2 separate regions of the Danio rerio genome follow, and region 2 is linked to region 1. The links are chromatin contacts, called in public Micro-C maps. All regions are on one chromosome and are shown on one strand. The core of a region is the stretch at or near the end of the contact, and the rest is flanking DNA. Distances in the headings are between cores, read along the strand shown. Region 1 overlaps rasef (RAS and EF-hand domain containing). Region 2 overlaps agtpbp1 (ATP/GTP binding carboxypeptidase 1).

Region 1 (7,491 bases), core at 2,875-5,374:
ATAAACAGCTATGTTAAACTTCAGGACCTAAAAATACCAACCCTGGAATTCAAGTCATTAAAATGCAAGAACTTGTTAATATGGTGTATTATATTTTTCAGTTTGTGCTATTCAACAAGCTTTTTAATTCAATAGTTTTGGCATTGATTTTGTTCCATAGACTTGACAGTTTGTCAAGTCTATGGAACAAAATCAATGCCAAAACTATGGGTTGGGGATGGAAGGGCATCCACTGCGTAAAACATATGCTGGATAAGTTGGCAGTTCATTCCGTTGTGGCGACCCCAGATTAATAAAGGGATTAAGCCGAAAACAAAATGAATGAATGAATTTTAAACTGAAGTACACTATGAGCTAAATGTTGGACACTCTGTTGTCTTTTTGCAGGTTTCGGAGCATTGCTAAGTCATACTTCAGGAGAGCGGATGGAGTTCTTCTGCTGTACGACGTCACCTGTGAGAAGAGCTTTCTGAATGTGCGAGAATGGGTCGACATCATCGAGGTATGTCCTCCACAGCGTCTCATTTAAATAATGGCTATCATAGTAATAATATGTAAGGGATGAGGGTTTTTCGGGAATACTTCATTCTGATTAGTCAATCACGACATTCCAAGGTATGTTTTTTCGTGATAACAGCCACCGAAGCTACTTTGATTTATATTTATCATCATAGTATACTAACTTCGAACCATCCTATTTACCATTGGGGCGGCACGGTGGCTCAGTGGTTAGCACTGTCACCAAGCGTCCCAGCTGGGCCATTTGGCATTTCTGTATAGAGTTTGCTTGTTCTCCCCGTGTTGGCGCGGGTTTGCTCTAAGTGATATATATATATATATATATATATATATATATATATATATATATATATATATATATATATATATATATATATATATATATATATTGTAATCAGTCAATGAAGTTACCATAAATGGTTTCTCGTGCACCCAATAAAGTAAAGGGTTACATCCGTACATCATCTGGTTGCTGGGTTGGCTTAAAACGCTGCTGTGATTGTTCTCTGATGCAGGATGTTTCTCAGGATGACATTCCCATCATGCTAGTGGGCAATAAGACAGATCTGAGGAAGGAGGCTCTTCAGGACGGAGTCACCTGCATTCCAACCAGCTATGGAGAGAAACTGGCCATGGTTTGTGTGTTTCTCTGACATTTAGTCTTGCTTTCAGCTTTTAACAGGGACTCGAAAATGAAAAGTGTCTTCGTCTTACTCTCATGCACACCACGTGACTTTGATTCTCTCTGGAATCACGAACAGAGGAACTTTGAGCTTCAAAACAGTCATCAAAGCAGCGCAGCAGCAGTCTGTGCAGCTGAATCTCGATATTCTGAAATCTTTTTTTTGTCACTCAAAACTCTCGCATGCCTCAGAAGATTGGACTCTTTGAATTTAAAATGAGGATATTTTTTCAAGCAGTGGCCTAGATTTTATTAAAAAAAGCACAACAGTGGCTCAGTGGTTCGCACTCACAGCAAGAAGGTCACTGGTTTGAGTCTCAGCTGGGTCAGTTGGCATTTGTGTGGAGTTTGTATGTTCTCCCTGTCTTGGTGTGGGTTTTCTCCGGGTGCTCCGGTTTCTCCAGTCCAAACACATGTGCTATTGGGGAATTGAATAAACTAAATTGGCCATAGTGTATGAGTGGGTGTGGGTGAATGTGAGAGTATGGGTGCTGCTTCCTAGTTCTGGGTTGCAGCTGGAAAAGCTTCCACTGTGCAAAACATATGCTGGAGTAGTTGGTGGTTCATTCCTGTGGTGACCTCTTAAAAAACAAAGACTAAGCTGAAATAAAATGAATGAATGAATGTTTTATTTGTTGCCATGTTTTTTTTTATTTTAATTTCATTGTATGTTGATATTCATTCATTCTCTTTTTGCCTTCGTCCCTTTAACAATGTTGGAATATCTAGCCAATTCCATGCGTTTTCAATAAGAAAAAAATGCAAAAAATATTAGTAATTTATTAGATACAAATGAATAATTCGATGACAGAGAGGAATTACATACAAGAGGTTCGCAACTATTTTACATTTTCTGACTCCATCCTAAATACACAACCGATAGTCCTTTGGCTCTGTAGTGGCTTTCCAATTGCCGCTATTGTTGGTAGAGCAAGCAAGTTTCGTACGCGTAAAGTCAGAGTCCGTAGGCAAATAAAAACGTCTTTATTTTCCAATCAACTTTCAATCAACAGAATTACTCAATCACTTTCCTTAATCTATACTTTTCCTACTTAGATTTTTTGTCTTGTTTCTAGTCCAAATATCTGAAAGTTCTTAAATCAAGAAGCATTTTCTAGACAAGCAAAACATATTGTCTTGTTTTAAGAAATAATATGCCAAAATGGGTTTTCCTTAAATCAAGCTAAATAATCTGCCAATGGGGTAAGCAAAATAATCTTAACACAAATCGAAAAACAAGATTATCCATTTACTATGACCATTTATGTGAAGCTGCTTTGACACAATATGCATTGTAAAAGTGCTAAACAAATAAAGCTGAATTGAATTTAATTAAATGTTCATTTTTAGGTGAAAACAATCCATTTAAACCTTTAAACTCCTTCCCTTGGCTAATAGTTTTTTTTTTTTTTTTTTTTTGCATAAATGCTAAACTGTGTCTCTTCTATATATTCAGACATACAGTGCCTTATTCTGTGAGACGAGTGCAAAAGATGGATCCAACATCATTGAAGCTGTTCTTCATTTAGCCCGGTAAGTCCTGCTCCTGAATAAAAAACATATTAGTATAGTCAATAATTGTGATGATTAGCAAAAACAATGTGCTATAGGCAGAGGATGAGTGTACGCTCTTCATAGAATGGATGTGAATTTAAACGAAGTTCACACACACAAAAAACAAAACATTTTTCATTTGTTGAACAGTTTACAGCAGTGCTTCTTAAACTGTGGTATGTGTACCACTAGTGGTACGCATGCTTTCTTCTAGTGGTACAGGGAGCAATCGCTGAATAATTAAAGTAAAAAATAAATGAACACAATTTTAACCCTTTAACGTGTTCGATAACATCGATGTGATCTGTAAATTGATTTTAATAGGCTAAACCTTTTATTTTATTTTCAATATTGTTATGTATTCAATTATTTGAAGCTAATTTCCTCCCCGTATTTGTAACGGTTGTTGGGGGCATATCCTGTATTAATATATCCCAATGTTGACATGTGTAGTTTAATCACTTGCTTTTCTGACACACAAAGCCTACTCTAACGCACAATAAGCAGATCTAATTTCTAATTACAATTTTTCTATCCAATTCGAACATTTAAAATACACGTTAATGATTTTAAAGATAATTTATAAAAAAAAAAAAAATAATGAATATGATGACATAGTCTATATTTATGAGGTCCAAGCAACATTTCAGGTGTTTTGATGAATAGGCTACTTTATGATAATACCTTACATTTAAGTACAGCAGTTTTCTTTTTTACTTTTTGAGAACAGTGCCATTTTTAATTAACTTTTAAAGCACGTTTTAATTTAAATGTTTACATTTTGTTTATTTTTTTTACCTGAAAGCACAGTACAGCGTTAATGCTAAAACTATTTAGAATGGTTAAAGTGGCTGACAATGATAAATATTTATAATAATAATAATAAGTAATCTGGCTTGTTTTGAACTGTGCACAGCTTTAGCCGCTTAATAAGGCCTAATACGCAACTGTATTTCAATACCGGTCGTTATGGTGGTACGTGAAGAGACGATTATTATCTGAGGTGGTACTTATAGTGAAAAAAGTTTGAGAACCACTGGGTTTACAGTATTCCACAGAAAGACAATAAATTGTCTTATAGCTGCTTGTTCATGTTACTTATTAAAATGAGCTGAAACAACACAATTCTTGAGATTTTGGAGAGAACCAATTAATTGCTTAATTGTTCAACCCCCTTAAATTTGTAAAAAAATAAAAAATAAAAAATGTGGCTCTGTTAAATAGCACTTCTGGGGGGAAAGAAATAAAATTTGCACAGATTTTGTCACAGATTTTATATGCAAACAGAATCATTTGTAATAATAAGACAAGGCACAAGAGGGCAGCAGAGTCATAGCTCTTGGGTTATTTTCACTCCCTGTTTCCTCTCTCTTTTTTCCTTGTACGTTAAAGAGAGGTGACCAAACACGCCGACGATTACAAAGAGCCTGTGTCAGTGGCCAAACTGTCTGGAAATCATACCAAGAAGATGTCCAGTCCAAACTGCTGCATGGGCTGATGGATAAACCCGTCGACTTCCACACACTGATCAAGTATTTAACCGTTCAACTATTTATTCAGCGCGTCATGAAGGAAAACCAAGTTGGAGAATTTTTACCGTGGTAATAACTTAAGAGGTAAAGTTGGTTTTATATTCGCACATTCGTTAGCAGTCTCTATTGTGTTTACCTTGTTAACGTTACTTTGAATATTCGATCGGAATTAGCATGCTAGTATGACTTCTAAACAACATTGACACTGTCTAATTCACTGTGAACAATGTTGTACTTTGATAGTCACTGGCTGCTTATATGATTTCCCTGTTTAGAATTTGCAAAGAGTACTTTTCTGAAATTATATTATTAAGGAGAATGTCTGAATATCCGAATATAAAACCAACTTTACCTCCATTGCTAAATATCTTCAAGTATTGTCTTCAGGATTTTATGAAAATCTTTGCCTTAAATAGCCCTTATAACTTTTATACCGCAGCTGATTATTAGCCCAGAGTTTACTGTGCTGCACCTTACTATTTATTGTGTGTAAAACGAAGAGAATGTTGTCGTAGTTCTGTAATAGATCTACTGTATGAAGTGTGTGTTACTGTATGAAGTGTGTGTTTTGTAAGTTTAGATAATGTGAGCTCATTTCTGCCCTTAAAAAGTGTGAGTTTACATCTTACGTTTCTGATTTGTTTTGTCTCAATTCAGATTTTTGTCTCACTAGTTCAGATTCTTTTTTTTTACTTATAGTTCTGTTTATATCTTGCAATTTCCTTTTTCTTGTAATTCTTTGTTTATATCTCAGTTCTGTCTGCTTCTGTGAGGTTTTCCTCTTATATATGACCGCTTGCTCAGAACAACAAACTGAGCGTCATTTAAAACACTATAGACTGATTTTCTGCGGCCGCCATTTTAAACAGCGAAACCGAGGCTGCGGTGGGAAGAAACCCGGAAGTATCGCTCGAGTCACAGAGGAATGTTGTGTACCTGGCTGTATATCTTAACAGCGAAGAGAAATGGACACCAATTTATAATTTCACCGCCTTCCGAGTGACCCGAAGGTCTGTTCTGAATATGTAGCGAAAATAAGAAAAAGGATATCCAACCTTATTTTTAGCTAAGGAAAATGGCACTAGTTAGCTAACATTTTCTTTCCCAAACACACAATTTAGATGCCTTATATTAAACTTAAGTTAATGAACTGATTCCTTTACCATATTAGGCTTGTCTTGATACAAAATTTTTGTACTGAAATGTAAAAAAAAAAAAAAAAAAATGTCAGCTGCGTCCCAAATGGCACACTATGCACTCATGCACTATGTACTTATGCACTTACACACTCAACAGGATAGTATATGTATGTAGTGTTGTCCCAAATGGCATGCTAATGTTTTTTTACTAAGTGGAAATTTAAACCGTTTCCCTGACGGTTTGACGGTTGCCAAATAAGTGAAATAAACGACCGAATTATCAAATAATACCTGCCGTGAGGATTGCCGCATTCACCATCGTGAGGCGCTGTAATCACTCTCGTAGGAGAATTTTGCTTTCACCATCCAAAATAAATAAAGTTATTCAACATGTGCGTTCGATAGCTCCGCCCCTTCCGCTACGTAAACAAACCTGCGGTCGTTGAGTGCGTGAAGTGTCCATCATTACACACTTAATTTTAGCGGCTGAATGAGTGCATCATCCGGGTAATTAAAGTGCACTTATTATTTTTTAGAGTTTTCAGTGTGAACGCACTACTTACACTATTTATATTACAAAATGGCGTAGAATAGTGCACAAGTATGCGATTTGGGACACAGCAGTCAATTTCCCGTTAACATTTGAGCCCTGTTGATGGCATTCTTAAACAGGGCTGATTTGCCATTGTGTTCATGCGCTCAACAGAAATGACTGTGATTGGCTGAGAAGGTCATCAGTTCAACCACCGCTGTTTACCGAGTGCAAATCGGTAAAAAAACACAGATGAGCGATCCGCTGATGAATCGACTGATCTTCACAGCTTTAAAACGCTCCAATGTCCGTCTATCTGTGTAATCCGTGAAGAGCGGTATACTGATGACCTTCACAGCCCATCACAGTCATTTCTGTTGAGCACTGGTGAATACTATGCCAAATCAGCGCATTTTATGAGCGCTTAAATGTTAGCTGGAAATGGACATTTTGAAAACTTCAGTACCGGGACAACACTATTACACAGACAACACGAGGATGTGCTACAGAGCACTGCAGGGTTTTATTACTCTCAGGGTTACATAGGCTGAAGCAGGGAAGGGTCCCCACTGTGTTTACCTGCTGCCATGAACGGAAGCCTTGGAGGACACTTGAGCGTATTCCCCTTAAAGAGATTGTGATGTAGTTTGATGCCTAATGTGATTTTAATTGTTTAAATTAAATTGAACTGAATTATATTAAAGCGATGTTTACACCACGTCTGCATTTTGAAGTCTCGGCAACAGCTGGAGGTTTGTAGTTCACAGCATGTGCTGATGCTATACTTCCAGGTTTCTTCCCACCGCAGCCTCGCTTTCGTGTTTTAAAATGGCTGCCGCGTGAAATAAGCGTATTACCTGTTTTGCACTGGCTATTCAGGTTCTGTTCACTAAAGTATACATAATTCGCGCACATGCACACGTCCTCTCAATAGTAAATAAACAGTGCATCAGCTCAGGTGTAATTTAGCGGCCATGAAAACATCATTACATTAAGACAGAAATGACGTTTTTGGCTGAATTATACCTTATGAATACAGTATGTGATACTTTTAACAGCATTCGGAGTTGTCCACGTTGCTCAGTAACGTATATAAAACAACGTAAAGCATGGTTTCCTCTATATTTATTCTTCCATGGCGGGGCGCTATGCCAAAACTGATCCCGCCACAGCTACATTACAGCTTCTCATTCAAAACATTGTCGTGTTTTTTTTAATCGCGGGTGATAATCGCACCGAAACGTATTTAAAAGTAAGTGAATTATAACAGCGCAAACTTTTCTGTAACTGTAGTAGTGCTGTGCGCTGTTTGTTTAACTCTTTAAGGCTACGTGCTGACTGACAGGTGCGTGAGAGGCCAGCAAACACGACGTAAAGCCGTTTCAATTTACTTCAGGACGAATTAATGTTGCTCTGTAGGTCTATTAGAGACATTCTTAAATATTCCTAGCAAATCTAATAAATGCTGGAGACATACTCGTTACATAAACACACTAAATCGTAGGCTTGGGCGGTATCCAAATTTTGACACCG
Region 2 (7,491 bases), core at 2,172-4,671, 290 kb after region 1:
ACGAAAACCGACAAACGGCTCCTGCAGGTTTAGCGGTGGAAAACCCTCAGAGCAGGCATTTCTCCCTGTAACGCAATAACCTTACTAAGAGTGATGATGGTTTTATGGCCCTCTTGTTAAGCAGTTAAATGGTTTAATGTGTGGTCTGGTGGTTGGGCTGGTTTTAGTGGGTTTTTAATGGTTTTAATGGTGTGAGGGGGAAGAAACTGGATCCGAGCGAGACGGGCCGAGGGGACGGGAGGCCAGACTCAAAGTGGATTAGCGGGCGTTTTGATCAGGTGATTAGATGAGCGTAATGAGCAGAGTGCTTCTTTTTTTCACTCAAGTGCACCGGGCCCCATGTGACCAGCAGCTCCTCAAGTGGAGCCGGCCATTAGAAGAGGCTGCAAGATCCTGAGTGTGTGTGTGTCCATTACAGAAATACACACGCTGGGAGGGGCACAAGTACGTTCCCAAGAAGCTTCTAGACTCTTCTGACATCATGGATCATGGTGGCTATTATTGTTCTGAACATTATTGCGGGCTCCTAGATGCTTAATGTTGTATTGAGATTCGATATGGCAGCTGTTGCGTCTTGTGTGGTTGTGTGCTGGTTACAATGACAGGACGTCCTGAGCTGGATCTGCTCATATGAACATTTGTTGTGTGTGTGTGTGTGTGTGTGTGTGTGTGTGTTGGTGACTGAGTGAGTCTGTATGTTTACCTGGTGATGTTGGGGATGTAGTGAGTGTGTGTGTGTGTGTGTGTATGTGTGTGTGTTTACCTGGTGATCTTGGGGATGCTGTGAGCATGTGTTTGTTTAACTGGTGATGTTGTGTGTGTGTGTGTGTGTGTGTTTACATGGTGATGTTAGGGATGTTGTAAGTGTGTGTGTGTGTGTGTGTGTGTGTGTGTTCACCTGGTGGTTATGTAGATGTTGCATGTGTGAGTATATGTTTACCTGGTGATGTTGAGGACGTGGTGTGTGCGTATGTTGCGTGTGTGTGTGTGTGTATGTGTGTTTACCTGGTGATTTTGTATGTGTTTTTACATGCTAATGCTGTGTGTGTGTGTGTGCTTTCCTGGTGATGTTGGGGATGTTTTGTGTGTGTGTGTTAACCTGGTGCTGTTGGATGTGAGAGTGTGTGTATATGTATGTGTGTGTTCACCTAATGATGCTGGGGATGTTGCGTTTGTGTGTGTGTTTACCTGGTGATGTTGGGGATGTGTGTTAGTGTGTGTGTGTGTTTACCTGGTGACGTTGGGGATGTTGCGGGTGTGTGTGTGTGTGTTCACCTGGTGATGTTGGGTATGTTGCGGGTGTGTGTGTGTGTGTGTTCACCTGGTGATGTTGGGGATGTTGCGGGTGTGTGTGTGTGTGTTCACCTGGTGATGTTGGAGATGTGTGTTAGTGTGTGTGTGTGTGTGTGTGTGTGTGTTCACCTGGTGATGTTGGGGATGCTGCGGGTGTGTGTGTGTGTGTTCACCTGGTGATGTTGGGGATGTTGCGGGTGTGTGTGTGTGTGTTCACCTGGTGATGTTGGAGATGTGTGTTAGTGTGTGTGTGTGTGTGTGTGTGTGTGTGTTCACCTGGTGATTTTGGGGATGTTGCCTGTGTGTGTTTGTGTGTGTGTGTGTGTGTGTGTGTTTATCTGGGGATGTTGCGTGTGTGAGTGTATGTTTGTTTACCTGGTGATGTTGGGAGCATGTGCGTGTTTACCTGGTAATGTTGGGATTGTTGCATGTGTATGTTTACGTGGTAATGTTGGGAATTTTTTGTGTGTGTATGTATGTATGTATGTATGTATGTATGTATGTGTGTGTGTTTACCTGGTAATGTTGTATGTGTATAAATGGTGAAGTTGAGGATATTGTGTGTGTTCCCCTGATGATGCTGGGGATGTGAAGTGTGTGTTTACCTGGTGATATTGGAGATGTGTGTTAGTGTGTGTGTGTGTGTGTGTGTGTGTTCACCTGGTGATTTTGGGGATGTTGCCTGTGTGTGTGTGTGTGTGTGTGTGTGTGTGTGTGTGTGTGTGTGTGTGTGTGTTTATCTGGGGATGTTGCGTGTGTGTGAGTGTATGTTTGTTTACCTGGTGATGTTGGGAGCATGTGCGTGTTTACCTGGTAATGTTGGGATTGTTGCATGTGTATGTTTACGTGGTAATGTTGGGAATTTTTTGTGTGTGTATGTATGTATGTATGTATGTATGTATGTATGTATGTATGTATGTATGTGTGTGTGTTTACCTGGTAATGTTGTATGTGTATAAATGGTGAAGTTGAGGATATTGTGTGTGTTCCCCTGATGATGCTGGGGATGTGAAGTGTGTGATTACCTGGTGATATTGGGAATGTGGCGTGTGTCTATCAGCTCGTTCTCCATGTCCAGCAGATGAGAGTTGTGGTTGTGAAGCTCTAATGGGGACGTGAAGCGTCTGAGTCTCAGCAGAGCCAAACAAAACTGAGAGCCCATTTCCTCCAGTTCACTCGTACCAATCTGAAGACCCTGCAAACACAAAGATCTTCACTCATTTTGCTGATGTTAAAGCCTTATTTCAGTACACAGTAAATACATTATCATCCTCCCTGCTGAAAAATCCAGCTTAAACCAGCCTAGGCTGGTTGGCTGGTTTTAGCTGGTCGACCAGGCTGGTTTTAGAGGGGTTTTGGCCATTTCCAGGCTGGTTTCCAGCCATTTCCAGTCTGATCTTAGCTGGTCTGGCTGGGAGATGACCAGCTAAAACCAGCTTGACCAGCCTAGCCAGACTGGGAGCCCAGCCAAAACCAGCTATGTCCAGCTTAAACCAGGCTGGAAATGGCCAAAACCCCTCTAAAACCAGCCTGGTCGACCAGCTAAAACCAGCCAACCAGCCTAGGCTGGTTTAAGCTGGATTTTTCAGCAGTCATAGTTCTAGACACGATACCCCATATATTTAAAATATGAAAGATCTTGTGAAATTTAAAAAAAAATAATGATAAGTTACAATTAAGTGAGCTTTTACCTTGATGAGGTAAGTAAAATAGTCTAATTTCAAAGCGAAAACAACATTATCTAACCCCATTGGCAGATTCTTTATCTTGTTATAGAAAAAAAAAACTTTGATGTATTATTTCTAAAAACAAGACAATATTTTTGCTCATCTAGAAATGCTTCTTAATTTTTTTTATTTTATTTTAGATATTTTGTCAAGAAACAAGACAAAACTCTACGAGAAGCAGTGTAACACCAAGGCTCAGTGTGACAGAAAATGACTGTTGCTAAGTGATAATCCAACACATGCTAACACTAGTTTATTAAATGTAAATATTCAGCTGAGCTCTGACTTATTCAGATATTCGACAGAAAGAAGCTTCAGCCATGTTACTTAAACTCACAGAGACGCCATTATGCGTTCTGCAGACAAGACAGTGAGTCACACCATCAGAGACGTGAGAATGCTAAATATTTCACAGTTAGCCTGTAGCGCCATCTACTGTTCACATTCGTCATCAAAACAAGTCATGTAATATACAGAGACATTTATTTATCCAGACGGTTGGAAACACATCTGAGGTAATCAACAACATAAATTAGCCCAATGACATTAAGACTTATGTTTAGCTGTCGTGTGTTAGCGAATCATATTTTCTTTCTCGTTTTAAATTTGGTCTCCAGTTTGTAACAGATTTGCTGACTGTGAAAGTATGATGCAAATCAGCAATAGCGCTAAACCAGGGGTGTCCAAACTCAATCCTGGAGGGCCGGTGTCCTGCATACCCTACTAAAAAAAACAGCTTAAACCAGCCTAGGCTGGTTGGCTGGTTTTAGCTGGTTGGCTAGGCTGGTTTTAGAGGGGTTTTGGCCATTTCCATGCTGGTTTCCAGCCATTTCCAGCCTGGTCTTAGCTGGTCAGGCTGGGAGATGACCAGCTAAAACCAGCTTGACCAGCCTAGCCAGACTGGAAGCCCAGCCAATACCAGCTATGTCCAGCTTAGACCAGGCTGTTCAAGCTGGTTTTAGCTGGATTTAGCTCGTCATTTTCCAGCCTGATCAGCTAAGACCAGGCTGGAAATGGCTGGAAACCAGCCTGGAAATGGCCAAAACCCCCTAAAACCAGGCTGGTCAACCAGCTAAAACCAGCCAACCAGCCTAGGCTGGTTTAAGCTGGATTTTGCCGCAGGGTATTATTTCCAACCCTAATTAAACACACCTGAAGCAGCTAATCAAGCGGTTTAGGTTTACTAGAAACTTCCCAGCAGGTGTGTTGAAGGATGTTGGAGCTAAACTATGCAGGACACTGGCCCTCCAGAACCGAGTTTGGACACCTCTCTGCTAAACCAACTGAAATAATACTATAGTAATACCATATAGTTTTTGAGCCATATGGTACAGTGTTATATTATACTGACTCAAAAAAACAGCTTAAACCAGCCTAGCCTTTCGTTTTAAGGATATCTATAAGCTAGTGTGCTCCAAAACAGTGACAAAATTCGCATTTAGAAGATATAAAACATCCAAAGCTTGTATTTTCCACTTCCGCCTAAATCTTTCAACGATTTGTTACACGTTACCTCATACTTCAGTTTCTCATCAAAACTTGACCAATCAAATGCTCTCTAGTATCTGACATGCCCCACCTCTTCTTCTCATTTGCTTTTTATTGATGCGCTTGAGCTCAACCACTCTCACTGTCAAAGTGGTGAAAAAACAAAACACTATTGACTATTGACACTATTGTTTTTTTTTTTTTAAAGGGAGGAGCTACTTTATGTCCCGCCCTCTCTTCATGTTTTAGTTGAGATTACGCTAAACAGAATAAAAAAAATTCACATTTCAAAGCACTTCACGTGACCATTAGATAGAAAAATCTAACTAACCTTCTGTGTTTGTGTAAAAATAGTCGGAGCTCACCTTGTATTTGCCCTGGTCACAGCCACAAAGTGTGCTCTCCATGGTGTAACTGCGCTGCACGCCGATCTCCCGCCACACCACCACACGCGCCGTGGCTTCTTTAGAGCGTTCCACCACAAAACTGCAGCTGGACAGACTGAACGCTGGAGCCATCTGAGACAGCAGCTTAGGCAGAGTCTGCAACACGCCAACAATATACAGTTGAAGTCTGAATTATAAGCCCTCCTGAATTAATAGCGTCTCTATTTATTATTTCTGTTTGACGGAAAGGACATTTTTCTAAACATAATAGTTTTAATAACTCATTTCTAATAACTGATTTATTTTATCTTTGCCATGATGTCAAAAAAAGGTCCAATTTTAGGTAGAAAAATAGTAAAAACTCTGGTCACTTTGAGTGAGATGCTAATGGTCTAATCTGATTCAGTGATTTATGCTAAGCTAAGCTAAAATGCTCTCATCAGACCCAGAGAGTGGCTGGATGGATTAAAAAAGGGTAAAACTCAACTTTCTAACACCAGAGAGCCTTAAAATTAAGGTCGCATGGAGGTTGGGGATAGTACCTCTGGACTGGGCAACTGGGGTGGTGGTTCGCATTTTTAAGAAGGGTGTGCTCCAGCTATAGGGGAATCTCACTCCTCAGCCTCCCGGGAAAAGTCTACGCCAGGGTACTGGAGAGGAGGATTTGGCCAGTGGTTGAAGCTAGGATCCAGGAGGAATAATGCGGTTTTCGTCTGGGCTGTGGTACTGGACCAGCTCTACACCCTCACCAGGGTGCACGAGGGTTCATGAGAGTATGCCCAACCAGTCCACATGTGTTTTGTGGACTTGGAGAAGGCAATCGATTGGTCTTGGAGTATGGGGTCAGAGGCGCTCTGTTAAGGGCCGTCTCGTCCCTGTATGAACAGAGAAGGAATTTGGTTTGCATTGCCGGCAATAGACTTGTTTCCAGTGCATGTTGGACTCCAGCAGGGCTGCCCCTTGTCACCAATTATTTTCTTAATTTTTATGAACAGAATTTCAAGGGGTCCGGTTCAGGGATCATAGGATTTCATCTGTTATTTGCAGACAATGTTGTTCGATTGGCTTCATCGAACATGGACCTTCGGCATGCACTGGGGCAGTTTGCTGCCGAGTGTGACTCGGCTGGGATGAGAATCAGCACCTCCAAGTCCGAGGCCATGGTGCTCCGATGGAAAAAGGTGGTTTGCCATCTCCAGGTTGGAGGAGAGTCCTTACCCCAGGTGGAGGAGTTCAAGTATCTTGGGGTTTTGTTCACGAGTGAGGGAAGGATGGAACATGAGATTGAAAGTAGGATTTGTGCAGCGGCAGCAGTGATGCGGTTGATGTACTGGTCTGTTGTGGTGAAGAAGGAGCTGAGCCAAAAGGCAAAACTCTCGATTTACCGGTCAATCTACGTTTTGAGCTTTGGGTCATGACCGAAATGACAAGATCTCTAATACAAGCAGCCAAAATAGGTGAGGAGCTCTGACTCCCGGAAGGAGCTCGGAGTAGAGCCGCTGCTCCTCCACATAGAGAGAAGTCAGCAGAGGTGGCTCAGCATCTGTTTCAGATGCCTATCTAGGGGGGTGCTAGGCATGTCCCAGTGGGAGGAGGCCTCGGGGAAGACAGGACACGCTTGAGGGACTATGCTCTCGGCTGGCCTGGGATCCCCCCGGAGGAGCTGGAGGAAGTGTCTGGGGAGAGGTTCTCTCCTAAGTATGCTGCCCCCATGACCCAGCCCCGGAAAAGCAGATGAAAATAAATGAATAAATGAATATTCTAGCCAAAATAAAACAAATAAGACATTCTCCAGAAGAAAATATATCTAAATATATAAAGAAATATCTAGTAAAATATTATATACTGTTAAACATTATAAATGTTTCTTAAAAGCCCTTGCTTTGCAGTGGGCAGTCATGTGTACAATTTGTGAATGACACATTTTTGCAGGTTAATTTTAATAAATCACTTGGATGGACTGAGAAGAAGCTGTGAACTTAAAATAATGTCTGCATCAAGCTCACCAAAAAGTTGACAATAAAAACAAATGAGTCTAAAAACACCATGGTGTGTTACCCTGTATCCGAGGTCCTCGTTTAGGTCACATGTGCTGGTGTTCACACTGGACTGCCACATTGTCTCCTTAATACTGCAGCCGTACATGAAAACATTCTTCTTCCGTGAGTGACCGTGATAGTCGCAGAAAACCTACACCAACACACAACCACAGTTAACAGATAAACACACTGCTGGTGTCATTAAACAGATAAAACAGGGCTCTCTTAGATCAGCAGTGTCCCATCTTGCTATCTCTAACTCACTCGCCAGGAGATTTCTAGTGAGTCGGAATACCTTGATTAGCAGGTTCTATTGGGTTTAATTAGGGTTAGAGCTCGACATCCCAGACTTTGGGAATCATTTTTCCTCTCCAAGGCACTACTTTTCTATTATTTTTATATGTAAACACATGCTTGAAAGAAATGCTTTAAAGCATTGTGCATGCGAGTGCCGTGTTTTTTAAACAATGGCTGTGTCTCAATTCCAAGAATGCAGAGAACAGACTTGCGTTCTTCTGGAGACCGGTCTTGCCAGGTGTCCTCGGAAGAACAAACTCA

What was found. Hi-C and Micro-C count contacts between places; a contact is called where the count stands out from the background.
Region 2: a contact with region 1 is called in a Micro-C map of caudal fin, with 13 times the contacts expected there. The contact joins two enhancer-like sites. A contact is called at or near these places in 2 of 18 Hi-C or Micro-C datasets (caudal fin and hematopoietic stem cells).

Annotation. Positions count from the first base shown.
Region 1 is chr8:59,375,802-59,383,292 of GRCz12tu, forward strand. It overlaps rasef (RAS and EF-hand domain containing), which reads left to right. Exons shown (of 18, transcript XR_012384794.1): 14 at 388-502; 15 at 1,035-1,154; 16 at 2,658-2,734; 17 at 4,148-5,139; 18 at 6,767-7,491. Among named protein-coding and RNA genes, the nearest start is that of rasef, 35 kb to the left of the region's middle. Within about 2 kb of position 4,125, at least 22 of the 62 cell types and tissues checked have an H3K27ac peak or open chromatin away from gene starts, as enhancers often do. A contact at or near this core is called in caudal fin, where this site is marked.
Region 2 is chr8:59,663,595-59,671,085 of GRCz12tu, forward strand. It overlaps agtpbp1 (ATP/GTP binding carboxypeptidase 1), which reads right to left. Exons shown (of 26, transcript NM_001024445.2): 23 at 6,953-7,084; 24 at 4,874-5,050; 25 at 2,319-2,488. Among named protein-coding and RNA genes, the nearest start is that of agtpbp1, 44 kb to the right of the region's middle. Within about 2 kb of position 3,422, at least 8 of the 62 cell types and tissues checked have an H3K27ac peak or open chromatin away from gene starts, as enhancers often do. A contact at or near this core is called in caudal fin, where this site is marked.